Linked DNA regions of Callithrix jacchus: region 2 is linked to region 1. A link is a contact called in public Hi-C data. All regions are on one chromosome and are shown on one strand. Each heading gives the region's core, a stretch centred on a gene start, on an enhancer-like site or on the middle of the called end of the contact. The rest is flanking DNA. Distances are from core to core; before and after follow the strand shown. Region 1 holds the start of LOC144576897. Region 2 overlaps ABL1 (ABL proto-oncogene 1, non-receptor tyrosine kinase).

What was found. Hi-C and Micro-C count contacts between places; a contact is called where the count stands out from the background.
Region 2: a contact with region 1 is called in a Hi-C map of induced pluripotent stem cells, with 4 times the contacts expected there. The contact joins the enhancer-like site here to the promoter of LOC144576897 in region 1. A contact is called at or near these places in 3 of 3 Hi-C or Micro-C datasets (induced pluripotent stem cells and skeletal muscle).

Annotation. Positions count from the first base shown.
Region 1 is chr1:179,369,381-179,375,815 of calJac240_pri, forward strand. It overlaps LOC144576897, which reads left to right and starts at 3,389. Exons shown (of 1, transcript XM_078329682.1): 1 at 3,389-4,071. The coding sequence starts at 3,973. The coding sequence ends at 4,071. It overlaps ABL1 (ABL proto-oncogene 1, non-receptor tyrosine kinase), which reads left to right and starts at 3,389. Exons shown (of 11, transcript XM_002743402.7): 1 at 3,389-4,806. The coding sequence starts at 4,671.
Region 2 is chr1:179,508,065-179,514,499 of calJac240_pri, forward strand. It overlaps ABL1 (ABL proto-oncogene 1, non-receptor tyrosine kinase), which reads left to right. Exons shown (of 11, transcript XM_002743402.7): 4 at 5,522-5,794. Among named protein-coding and RNA genes, the nearest start is that of QRFP, 33 kb to the right of the region's middle. Within about 2 kb of position 3,472, at least 5 of the 16 cell types and tissues checked have an H3K27ac peak or open chromatin away from gene starts, as enhancers often do.

The DNA of each region.
Region 1 (6,435 bases), core at 2,139-4,638:
TCAGCCTCCCAAAGTGCTGGGATTACAGGCATGAGCCACTTCACCCAGCCAAGCAATATTTATTTTGCCAGGCTTTGAATTCTAGTTTTTAAGTCTTTAAAAGTATCATTCAGGGCCATGTGTACTCAGGACCTCTTGAAACTGAGCCTTTGTTTCTTTAAAAAGTATCTTTCTACAGTATTATACAGGGATTTAAAAAGTACAGTGCATCAGGTAGGCACGGTGGCTCACGCCTGTAATCCCAGCACTTGGGCCAAGGCAGGCGGATCACCTGAGGTTGGGAGACTAGCCTGGCTAACATGAAACCTTGTCTCTACGAAATATACAAAATTAGCTGGAAGAGGTGGCACATGCCTGTAATGCTAGCTACTAGGGAGGCTGAGGTAGGAGAATAGCTTGAACCCCAGAGGCGGAGGTTACAGTGAGCCGGGATTGCACTGCTGAACTCTAGCCTGGGTGACAGAGAAAGACTCCATCTCCAAAAAAAAGGTATAGCACGTCTCTAGAAAAAAAATATTAGAGTCTGGGCTTGGGGCTCACCTAAAACAAGAAAATAGCAAAGTGGAAAACTAGGGATAGGCCTTCAGATCAAGTGCAGTTGACCTCTGCTGTGACTCCCGGAAAGCATAGTATCAATCTTTGTGGAAAACCAAACAAGGTCTAGTTTGACCCTCATAAACTCTGTCTCTCCCCCCCCCAAAAAAAAGGTGTGGTGGTATGCGCCTGTAGTCTAAGCTACTTGGGAGGCTGGGGCAGAGGATCACCAGAGCCCAGCACGTTGAGGCCGCAGTGAACTGAGATTATGCCACTGCACTCCAGCCTGGCTGACAGAGTAAGGCCCTGTCTTAAAAAACAAGGCCAAGGGCAGTGGCTCATGCCTGTAATCCCAGCACTTTGGGAGGTCAAGGTGAGCGGATCACCTGAGGTTAGGAGTTTGAGACCAGCTCGGCAAAGACGGTGAAACCCCATCTCTACTAAAAATACACAAATTAGTCGGGCGTGGTAGTGGGTGCTTGTAATCCCTGCTACTCAGGAGGCTGAGGCATGAGGATCGCTTGAACCCGGGAGGCAGAGGTTGCAATGAGCCGAGATCACGCCACTGCACTCCAGCCTGGGCGTCAGAGTGAGACTGTGTCTCAAAAAAGAAAAACCAAATCAAACAAAAAACCCAAAAGCCTTGTGAAGTAAGCTATGACCTCTAGTTACAGGTGAAGAAATGAACTCAGACCAGCTTGGCCAACATGGTGAAACCCCGTCTCTACAAAAATGCAGAAATTAGCCAGGTGTGTGGCATGTGCCTGTAGTTCCAGCTACTTGGGAGGCTGAGGCAGGAGACTCGCTTCAACCTGGGAGGTGGAGGTTGCAGTGAGCAGAGATTGTGCTACTGCACTCCAGCCTGGGCCACAGAGCAAGACTCTGCCTCTAAATAAGTAAATAATAAAGATTAGGGTAAGTAAAGGGGAACAAGGTCATTGACAGTTGAAAAATGACACCTTAGATCAGAACTAGGATTGTCAGCCAGGTAAGTTTGTAAGAGAACAGAGCCAAACCAAATCAGGTCAGAATTGATCGGGTCCAGTTCTAAATCGCTACAGTTTTTCATGTTTGTCATTCAGTACCTTGCAAGTAACTAATTCCTTTTGAAACCAGTATCAAAAGTAAGTGGCATGTTTCAATGCAGCAGAAATATTTCTAAAGTACTTAATAGCTGAATATACAACATTCTTGCTGCTGTTCCTCAGATACCAGTAGCAACTTCTGAAAAATCAGTGGTCTCAGAGCAACAGGTTTTTGAGACTGAATGGTACAGTGGGAACCATGGATTTTGGAGCAAGGTCAGCCTGGGCTGAAATTGTGACTATCACATAATTGGCCAAGTGCCTTTGGGTAGGGAGGTCATATCTCTGAACCTGTTTCCCCATCTGTATTATGGGGAATAGTATTACATGCCTCACTGGGCTACAGTGAGGATTACATGAGATAATGTAGTTTATGGAAAGTGCTAACAGTGCTGGGTATAAAGTAGGCCTGATAAGTGGATCCATTCTTAAAAAATGGGATCTTGGGCAGGGTGCAGTGGCTCACGCCTGTAATCCCAGCATTTTGGGAGGTCAGGAGTTCGGGACCAGCCTGGCAAAGATGGAGAAACTCCGTCTCTACTAAAAATACAAAAATTAGACACTCGTGGTGGTGCATGTTTGTAATCCCAGCTACTTGGGAGGCTGAGGTAGGAGAATCGCTTGAACCCGGGAGGTGAAGGTTGCAGTGAGCCAAGATCCGGTTACTGCACTCCAGCCTGGGCAACAAGAGCGAAACTCCATCTGAAAAAAGAAAAGGAAAGAAGAAAGAAGTGGGATCCCGGTTAGGTGCACTGCTCTGCAGACGTGGAAAGCCAACAGGGGACCAAGATGCTTTTTAGGCGTAAAACATGAATTATGTCAGGTGTGGCTTTGGTACGTCTAGGTCATTGGTTCTGTAGACTTGCTAAACCCAACCATCTGGGCATTTTCTTGGCGAACAGAGGATGTTTTCATGTGAACACGTGTTCACCTGTGACATGTTTATAATCTTAAAGGTTCCTTCCGAGGCAAACATCTGACAGCGCCTGGCAAACTCTCCCAACAAATGCCGTTTCTGTAATGAGTAAGCCTCCTAATACCCAAATAAATAGTTGAATTCGTTAGCAACATGTCGGATGTTTTCCCTATTTCTGTATACTTCTTCGCTTGTTCTAATATTTATGCCTTCTGGAGGGTGAAGGGGTTGAGAGGCGCCAAAAACCTTGGTTTCTAGGAGCGAACCAAATTTTCTCCCTTAGAGACTGAAGGAAGTCATCAACTCCGGTTCTAGGAAAATCCAATCCGTAGTTTTTCCCTCGCTTTGGCTCTTCCCGGTCTCACTACTCGCGCCGGGCAGACGCGAGGCCGAGGAGAGTCCACCGGGTCCCAGGAGGGCGGGGCGGCCGAGGCCCCGCTGTCGGGGCGGGTGCCAGGAGTCTCGGTGCGATCAGACTCACGAGGGCGCCGTGGGACCACAACTCCCGGTATGCATCGCGGACTGCGCCAAACTCGGTTGGCTGGGAGATCCGCCCCTACTGCCCTCACTGGCCAATAGGACGGAGGAGAGAGTCCTGACCCGGATTCTCGGGGCCCAATGGCAGTACAGTGAAGGCGAGTGCTTCCTTACCACTCACCTTGCGCTCAGAGAAGCCACATTTAAAAGGTCGTGCGGGGCTGGGCTCTTGCAGACAAGGGAAGCAGAGCCGGGAGGAGCGGCGACGTGCCGGGAAAGCGGCGCCGGGGACATCCCGGTCCCCGCGAGGCGGGCTCCGGACGTCGCCGGGGGCGGGGCCGAGGGCGGGGCCTGGCCTCGTTGTGGAGCGGCTCGTAATCCATCATGGCGGCCGCGGGGGTTGGTGTGTGTTCCTGAGCAGCGCTGGAGCCGGAGCCGGTTCCCGGGTCCTGCGACTGAGGAGCCCCTTCGCTGTCCACGGCCCCTATCGGCGGGGGGCGTCTGAGTCCCTCGACAGAGCTCGGGGGATGTGACTGCCTGGGGGCGGTGGTGGTGTCAGTGTCCGGGGCCGGGGGAGGAGGTGTCTCAGGCAGAGACCCCCGGGCTTGGGGCAGCTGAGGCGGCCGGGCCTCCTCTACACGGCGCCCGCCTTCCGCTGTTGGGGCCTCGAGAGTCCTTCGTGCCTTACAGCCCCGCCCCGGCTCTGGGACACTGGGGGATGGTCTGTTTCCCCCAGCTTGGGACACCCCATTTTCCGAGGCTTGGAAGAGCGTCGCCCCGGAGTAAGCCGCCCGTGCCGCGCCCCGGCAGCTTCCCTTAGCCCCGAGCCGCCCCTTGCTCCTGATCCCGGCCCCAAGTTTGGCCACGGAGCTTCCCATTCAAATCCCTCCCCTACTGTCAAGGGGTCTCCCCTTCCCCCAAGGTGGCTCCCGCGAGCCTCTAATGCCCTGACTTCTTCCAATGTCACCTACAGCCCCCTTAGTCTCAGCTCAGCCAGAAACTTTAATGCAAAGGAAAAGTCTGGATTGGTTCCATAGGCCTTTTAAAAAGAGGACTTAAAAGTTGCTGGCAATGCATTCCTTTTCGTCAGAGTCGAGGGCAAACTAGCTGAAATCTGGGTGACCCGTGTCCTTTTCCGGCGAGCAGAGCAGAGAAGCGAGAGCGGCTGCTAGTTCGGCAGGAAATTTGTTGGAAGATGAAGAAGCTAAGATAGGGGGTTGGTGACTTCCACAGGAAAAGTTCTGGAGCAGGGGCCAAAGACGATCAGCGTTTCCTTTATATGTGGGAATTGAAATGACTAGCATTACTGACTTTTCAGCATCCCCTGTGAATATTTCTGTTTAGATTTTTCTTCTTTAAAAGAAAAAAATCCAGCCCGTAAAAAAAAAATCAAGAAACTTTTGGGTAACACTGCAATTACGTTACTTCAAATTGATAACTTCGAAAATAATTGGAACTCCTGTTTGCAAGTGTCAACCTAAAAAACGTGCTTCCTTTTATAATGGAAGATGCCTTTCTGTGATTGACTTCAATTGCTGACTTGTGAAGAAGAAGCGAATGTGAAATCCCACGTATATGCCATCATTTCCCTCTATGCTTGCTGACCGTTCTGGAAGATCTTGAACCCTCTTCTGGAAAGGGGTACCTAGTATTACTTTATGGGGCAGCAGCCTGGAAAAGTTCTTGGGGACCAAAGAAGGCCAAGTTTGCCTGCCCTGCATTTTATCAAAGGAGCAGGGAGGAAGGAGTCCTCGAGGCATGGGGGCCCACACTGTAATGTTTTTGTGGAACATGGTGAGTGCTTTTCCAAATTTCTGCTCGTGGTTTTTTCTTATGCATTCCTCTTAGGCTTTCAGGGAACTTTCGAACAACAGTACTTGGGACAGTTTCTTCCAGTTCTACTTAATAATTTTGTCACTGTGGTTATCTCTTAAGTTTCTGGTGGAACTTTGTATAAGAAAAAGTTACTTATGGCTTTATTCAAAATCTATTTGAGTTGCTTGTGTTCTGCCTGATTCCTTTTGGAATTCACTGCTGACCTTGGACAAGCCATGCCGCAGTTTCCTGAGGCGGTTGGACTTAAGTTGGGTCTTAGGATCCATGGTTTTGTGATTCTGCTGTAACCGGAGTCATGGACTCTTTACTGCTTTGTCTACAGGGAGCTTTTATCATATTCTCAAAGTGGTTTGTGTTTCTGAGAAGGTTAAGAATCATGGATACTGGTTGACAAGAGTATCCTTGACCTTTTCCATCATAAGTTGGACTTGAAAATATTCACTTTGGAGCCATGTGGGAAAAATCAAGTGGGGAAAGCAGCCTTCCTTGTGAATTTTAGATACACAGCTTCTGTCTTACGTTCCATGAGGAGCATTCCCTTCCTCGCTGATCAAGCTTTCATCCTCTCTCCTCCTGTTTAGAATGACATTTGGGCCAAGAAAGGTTATCTTTGACATTTTTATGAACGTATTTGGCATTTGAGTGCTGACAGTACGTTTTATGTTGTTGATGTCTAGTAATTCTGTGTGAAGGTAAAGCTGAGGGTCAGCTTACAGTGATATCTATGGGTTACTGTTTGCACTGTTGCAGCCTGACAGTTTTCAGATTGTGTCCTTTCTGTTAAAAAATCAAATGAGCCCACCTATCCTGTAAGCAAACGTATGAAGTTGTGCAAGTGGTGTATGCTTTGAAATTCATTCAGAAATACCTCTTAACCATAGGTGACTGCAATCAACAGAGGTTTCTGTTGGATGAACTTGCATTTGACAGTTGAAGTTTTACTTTCTTGCAGGAAAATATTACTTCATCTAAATAAATGTGGGTGCTTGGATTTTACTTTGCTTTAAAACATTAGTTCTATTTTAGCTTTGTTTTCAGGCCAGCAAATATGGTCATGTGTTAGGTTATGATGCCTCCCAAATTCAGGATTTAAAAAGTAAATTATTTACATTTTAAGTAGATACGATGTGCAACTTACATAGTGAAAATTGGTACAGACTTTTTGGAGAGCTTTGGCAGAACTTAACAGAATTCGAAATGTATGTGCCGATGACCTAGTAATCTCATTTCTAGGAAACTAGTATAGAAAGCAGTGTACTTCCCTACGTGACCCTCATATCTCTTCAGGGGTTCAGAGGCTAAAACTATTTTCATATTAATAGAGTACTAAGATCTTGTCTCTTTTTCTGTGTTGACATTTGCACTAATGGTGCAAAAGCAAAATAAGTATCTTAGCATGAATCGGGGTTGTGAAACTACACAACCTGCAAATCTCAGTTACAATACTAGCTGTATTTGTAGTCATTGCATTCTTCATGACGTGCACTCACAGTTTAAAAATATATGGATATTGGCTGGGCGCGGTGGTGGCTCATGCCTGTAATCCTAGCACTTTGGGAGGCTGAGGTGGGTGGATCACCTAAGGTC
Region 2 (6,435 bases), core at 2,222-4,721, 140 kb after region 1:
CTCACACTGTTGCCCAAGCTGGAGTGCAATGGCGTGATCGTGGCTCACTGCAACCTCTGCCTCCCAGGTTCATGCAATCCTCCTGCCTCAGCCTCCCAAGTAGCCGGGATTACAGGTGCACACCACTACACCTGGCTAATGTTTTGTATTTTTAGTAGAGATGGAGTTTCACTATGTTGGCCAGATTAGTCTTGAACTCCTGACCTCATGATCTGCCCACCTCAGCTTCCCAAAGTGCTGGGATTACAGGTGTGAACCACTGCGCTCAGCCTGATATTTTGTATTTCATTCTGTTCTATTTCATTTTTTTTTTTTAACTCTAGTTGTAAGCCACTAAACCAGCAGAGCCTGTTGTCCACATGTGACCAGACATGGGCCTGTCAACTTGCTTTTAGGGTTATTCTTATCCTGGAGGTGGAGCTACGCCCTTCCATTCTGAAGGATGTACTGCAAGGCAGTGGGCCCTTTGAAGGAGCCTTCAGACCGCAAGGGTACCTTTCTGGTGAATCAGAGCACCAGAGTGTACCGTCCATGGGGGGTGATTTTCTGGAGCAAACAGCTTGCTTCCCATCTGTGCTATTTATCCAAGTCATGCTGCACCAAGATAATCACTTGAGGTTTGTACCGAACAGGATAATGGTTTCTTTTCCCTAGAGCTGTTTAATCAGCAACCTTGGAACAGATGCAGGCAGGCATGATCTAGTGTGACAGCTCATTAGCTAGGGGTTGGTCTAAAATACCGTTCAAAGGGGCAGGGAAAGGCCTGCATATGGTATACGTGATTTGCAGAATTTGAGATTCATCCAAAGGGGGAGAATCTGCCTAAGATGCCTCTGTCTAAAAGCTAGTATGTGCCAGGTGAGTTTGTTTCATTCCAGGTAGAGCACAGGGAGCTCATCTGACCACACAGTGTCCCCCATTGGGCAACGCATCACACTTTCCTTGGCATCTTGCCTCCTTTCTCCCTCCCTGGCAAAAAGTCTCCCATCAGCTCTCTGGGGACTCCAGAGCCCACAGCATCATCCAGAAGACAATCTGAAGAGGTTCCTTCTTGTGAGGGCCACACTCGACGGTGATGTGTTGGGTGGGATCATATCGCTGGAATGAGGGAACATCATTAGAGGGAGCTCCCACTGCTGTGTGTTTGTGACCCTGTGGCTCGGTGCTGAAAAATGCTGCTCACGTAGCAGAACCATGATGAAATCCTTTTTGTATTTCTTTCTTTTTTTTGAGATGGAATTTTGCTCTTGTTGCCAGGCTGGAAGTACAATGGCATGATCTTAGCTCACTGCAACCTCTGTCTCCTGGGTTCAAGCAATTCTCCTGCCTCAGCCTCCCAAGTAGCTGGGACTACAAGCATGCGCCACCACACCTGGCTAATTTTTGTATTTTTAGCAGAGACGGGGTCTCACCATGTTAGCTAAACTGGTCTCGAACTCCTGACCTCAGGTGATTCACCCACCTCGGCCTCCCAAAGTGGTGAGATTACAGGCGTGAACCACCATGCCCAGCCCCTTTTTTGGATTTCTGAGGGGAAAATTTAAGACTGGTAGGAGGAACAGGCTGGGGTTAAATAAGTTTAGTTCTTATTTTTAAATTAGCTAATCTTTAGAAAACAACTGAATTTAGAAGATTCTTCTGTGAGGCCCCAGAGGATTTCTTTCTGCCTCCACCCTCTTGGCTCTTACTTACCTCTCTTCTAGTGTTGTGAGCTTTCAGCAGCCCTTGTGGCTCATCAGTCAGCCCAGGACCACCAGCTCAAGGTCCAGAGTTGGGGACTGCAGGTCTTGAGCTGGACTCTTGAAGGGACCAATGCTGAACTGAGCCATTGCCATTTCCTGGGAGCCTTGACTGTCTCAGAAATCTCTGGATAGCCTGGGATTTGCCTCTCATTTTTCTGATACTTTCCCAAAGTTGTAACCCTCTTTTGACTTAGCAGAACTGAAGATTGATTTTTCTTCACTGCCTCCTGCCTGAAGTTCTTAGTTCTGAATGTTTATGTCCACACCTCATTGAATTCTGTGAGATGCCGCTGTCATATTCCTCAATTCCTTCTAGGCCTTAATAGAGTCTTTTCTTTCTTGAAAGAAATTTGCCCAGTTGACATTTATTTTCATGGTTTGCTGAAGGGACAGATCCAGGGCACGAAACTTGAGCAGAGTGGCAGGAAGGGACCATTTGCACAGCCTCTTGGATGTTTAGGCTTTACTCGCCCTGACCTTGGCTCAGCAGGCACATGTGCCCTGGTGGAGGAGCTTGGACCGTTCTTGTGTACTTGGGGCTTGCCCTCCTGCTGTGTGTGAGCAGCTCTCGGGGGAACTCGCTTCCTGGCTGAGCAACCTGTAAACATTATGTCTGAGGTGGGACCCTTGGGTCTAAGGGCCCAAGGCAGCCAAGTTCTAAGCTCCGTGGGTTAGGCCTGTCAGAAGAAAGAGTCTTTTTCTTTTGTTTGAGACAGAGTCTTGCATTGTTGCCCAGGCTGGAGTGCAGTGGCACAGTCTTGGCTCACTGCAACCTCTGCCTCCCGAGTTCAAGTGATTCTCCTGCCTCAGCTCCTGAGTAGCTGAGACTACAAGTGCCCGCCACTGTGCCCGGCTTTTGTACTTTCAGTAGAGATGGGGTTTCACCATGTTGGCCAGGCTGGTTTCAAACGCCTGACCTCATGATCTGCCTGCCTCGGCCTCTCAAAGTGCTGGGATTACAGGTGTGAGCCACTGCGCCCTGCAAAACGGTGTTCTAAGAGTTTCTTTGACAAATCCTATCCTTCAGGTTCATGCATGATTAGGGAGAGGCAGCAGCCCTGGCTGAGCACCTGAGTGTTGTTAATGGAACCAGGTGCATAACATAATGACATGCCATTCATGACACTAACTTGACTTTCTTCCCTGAACATGCCATGAATTCCTGATGATCACACAGTTCCCCAGCAAATGCTGCTCAAAAACTAGAACTAATCAGAAGGAAACGTCGGCCTTGACTGTTAATGGGACATGGGGAAGACTGCTGTGAACCAAATATGCCATGCATTTGAGGGAGGATGGTTTTAATATTTAGTAAGTGTCAGTGTGTAAGTTTTATGTTGAAAAATGAACTAAGTCACAAGGTCTGTAAATTTAATTATTGAAAAGGATAAAGTTGGGACTTTCAGTGAAACCGCCTGCAACTGAAATCTCTCACGCAGTAGCCTATGGGGTAATCACATGAGCCCAAGAACAAATTCTGCCATAAACTAGGACTTAGGGGAGCCATTAGCATTCCATGCTGGAGTGAAGGGACCTGATCCACCAGTTGGGAAGCACTCCTTTGAGGCCTGTGTGCTTCCTGCTCGGAAGGGAGAGAGAGATAATGAGACTTGCTCCCAGGTGCCCTGCCCTGGGGCCAGCAGGCCACACGGGCTCTGTGACCTGGTACCATGCCACTGATTTCCAAGGTGGGAGTGGTGCTCTGATTCCAGGAATGTCTTCTTGGAATGGCTTTTCTCACTTCTCTAGACTCCTTGGTAGGGAACATACCATCTGCTGAGCTAACCGAGAAGAGGGGTGGGAGCACTTGCCACCTGCAGTGAAGTCATTAGACAGTTGACAGCCTTCCGGAGGGGCAGGGAATTGGGGCTGACCCCACATTGCACTCAGTTTTCCTTGTGTACAGCACTTGTGCTGGTGACTAGCACTGAAGAGAGTGAGTGAACGTCACTGTGTGGGTGTGAAGCTAACGGCAGCCTCAGCGGGGCCGACTTCCGCTCCCCGAAGCATTGCTGTGTGTGCCTTCGTGGGTCTGAGCATGACTCATGGCATGTCCCTAGAGCAATTCACTCAGAGGCTTCTCTTCAGAGCTCTCAAGAATCAAATCCGGACCACCACATCCTGAAAAGTCCTGCCATTCAGAGCCCCTGTCTTGCAGAGGGCCAGTGTTCCCAGGCCACACCCCTTATACCAGGAGCAAGTTCCCCAGAGTGGAACAATCTTTCTGGACAAGTTTTGCCTTTATTAGAATTTTATTTTAGTAAGATTGTTACCAAAAGATTGTAACCCCAAAGCGTGTGCCTTTGGCTTGCCTGAGTTTTAGGAATGCGCTTGTGTTCTCTCCCCAAGCAAAACGAAAGAGAAACCTCCGTGTTGAAAAATCCTTTTTACCTTCTTGAGAGTTGTCGATGGGACTGACTTGTATATTTTGTTGGTACCTTCTTTTAAATATATTTTTCTTATTTACTATTACAGACCTATAGTAGTGGTGCCTGATGTAACCCACAGCCAAAGGCCTTGGCCCTGCTGTGTGTATTTCAGGCTGCTGCTGCCCTTTTATTTCATCCTCAAAGAGACACTCGCAGCAAGAACCCTCTTCTTTTTTTTAAGTAATAACATATTACAGTTATAGTCGAAGCCTGACCCTGTTCCCTTTTCTCCCTCTTGTCCCAAGCATCACCATTATCCCAAATGTGTTTCTTCTTCCCACATCTTTGCAGTTTGGGCAAGTCTTCTGGATGCCCAGTCGTGTTTTTAAGTCATCTTTCCACCTTCAGTGATGGTTGGCTGCCCTGAGCAAGCCAATAGATTCAGTTATGTGCCTGGGGTCCAGATATTTTGTGTGGATTTTAATGTGGAATTGTTTTTGGTAAGGAAGCATTCCCTTGTCACACCAATGAGAAGAAAACAGGTAGCTGGCGCCCCCTGTTGCTTTCTGCCAGCCTGCTCTTTCTCCTTCCTCTCCATCTCTGTTGTGTCCAGATGTGAACTCTGCATGCCAAGTTTGCCCTCAGGTCCCCACCTGCTGTGGCTCTTACCCGGGGACCACATGATCTTGTGTTGTAAATCCTTCCTTTTGCTTCCTCGTGTTGGATGTATTTAGTAGTTTTCATCTTCTAATCACTATTTCATTCTAGGTTTATTCCTTTTAAATTAAAAATTAAATAAATTCTTTATTTTTTCCTACCAGCAAATACCAAGTTCTACTGTGTGCTAATTTGATCAACAGTTATTTATTGAGTACTTACTACATGTTGATTTCCTGTTCCCAACATCAGAATGAAAACAGCTTAGGGCTCTGCTTTCATGAAGCTTCCCTGCTATTAGGTCAAGACAGACAGTAATTAAGCAGATAAACAGGAAATTATGAGCTAGTGGAGGGTCCACTGTCGAGAAGTAAGACAGGTGGTAGGACCACCAGTGCCGGGTGATGACTCTAGATTGGGTGATTGGAGACTTCACGGACATTTAAACTGGCCTTGGAACGAGAAGTGAGAACTGGGCACGGAAGATGAGGGGGTGGGAGATTTCAGGCAGAGGGAGCGGCAGCAGGTACAGAGGCCCTGGGACCTTTTATTGTGTCTTTCTGCTTGAGCAAGTAAGTTATAGCACACAGAGAAAGACAGCAGTAGCGGTTTTCTAAACACTCAGTCCTGTATGGGGAACCGCTTATCTGAGGTTTTGCTGTGCAGTGAATTAAGGCTCAGCCAAACTGGCTCACATGAGCCCTTTGAGCTGGCCTGTCTCTGTGGGCTGAAGCTGTTCCCTCTTTCCCTTAGCTCTACGTCTCCTCCGAGAGCCGCTTCAACACCCTGGCCGAGTTGGTTCATCATCACTCAACAGTGGCCGACGGGCTCATCACCACGCTCCATTATCCGGCCCCCAAGCGCAACAAGCCCACTGTCTACGGCGTGTCCCCCAACTACGACAAGTGGGAGATGGAGCGCACCGACATCACCATGAAGCACAAGCTGGGCGGGGGCCAGTATGGGGAGGTGTATGAGGGCGTGTGGAAGAAGTACAGTCTGACAGTGGCCGTGAAGACCTTGAAGGTAGGCCGGGACCGCCGGGGCACCCAGGGTACGTAGGGTGAGGCGTCTGCGGGCAGCAGCTGATGCCCCTGCCCAGAAACCTGCCTTCCACCTGCCATCTGAGGGCTTCATTGGTGCCAAGGAATTGAGTTTTCGGTCTTAGGTCATCCTTGTTTCTTCGTAGGAGTGGAATCATTCTTATAGTCCCAGTGTGTTTCCACACGTGGTGAGAGCTGACAAGCTTGGAGGGGTTTTGGTGTAAAAGATGAGTCATTTGGAGAAGTTTTCTCATTCTGTGGCAAGGTTCTCTTAAAGCTGTGGATTTCCATTCTGTTCGTTCAGCATGGAGATCACTTCCTATGGAGAGTTAAGGAGGAGAAAAGGATCTCTGAGTTTTGAAAGAAGATGTAACCGAAATGCGTTTGACTCGTGTGTGAATTTTGTTGGCTGATTTGGAAGGCATCACCAGTGGGTTCCAATTCTGCAGCTGCCCAGACTCCTGCAGACAGAGATGGAAAGGCCCCAGCTAGAAAGGCGTCAGGGAAACTCGCTTTTTACCAGCTCAGATACAGTCCGTTCTTTCTTGTTAACTGTAACTTTCACCCTCTCCACTAATGAATAGTGTTTGTAGTTTCCAGGCAGGCTTTTTCTTCTTTTGAAGT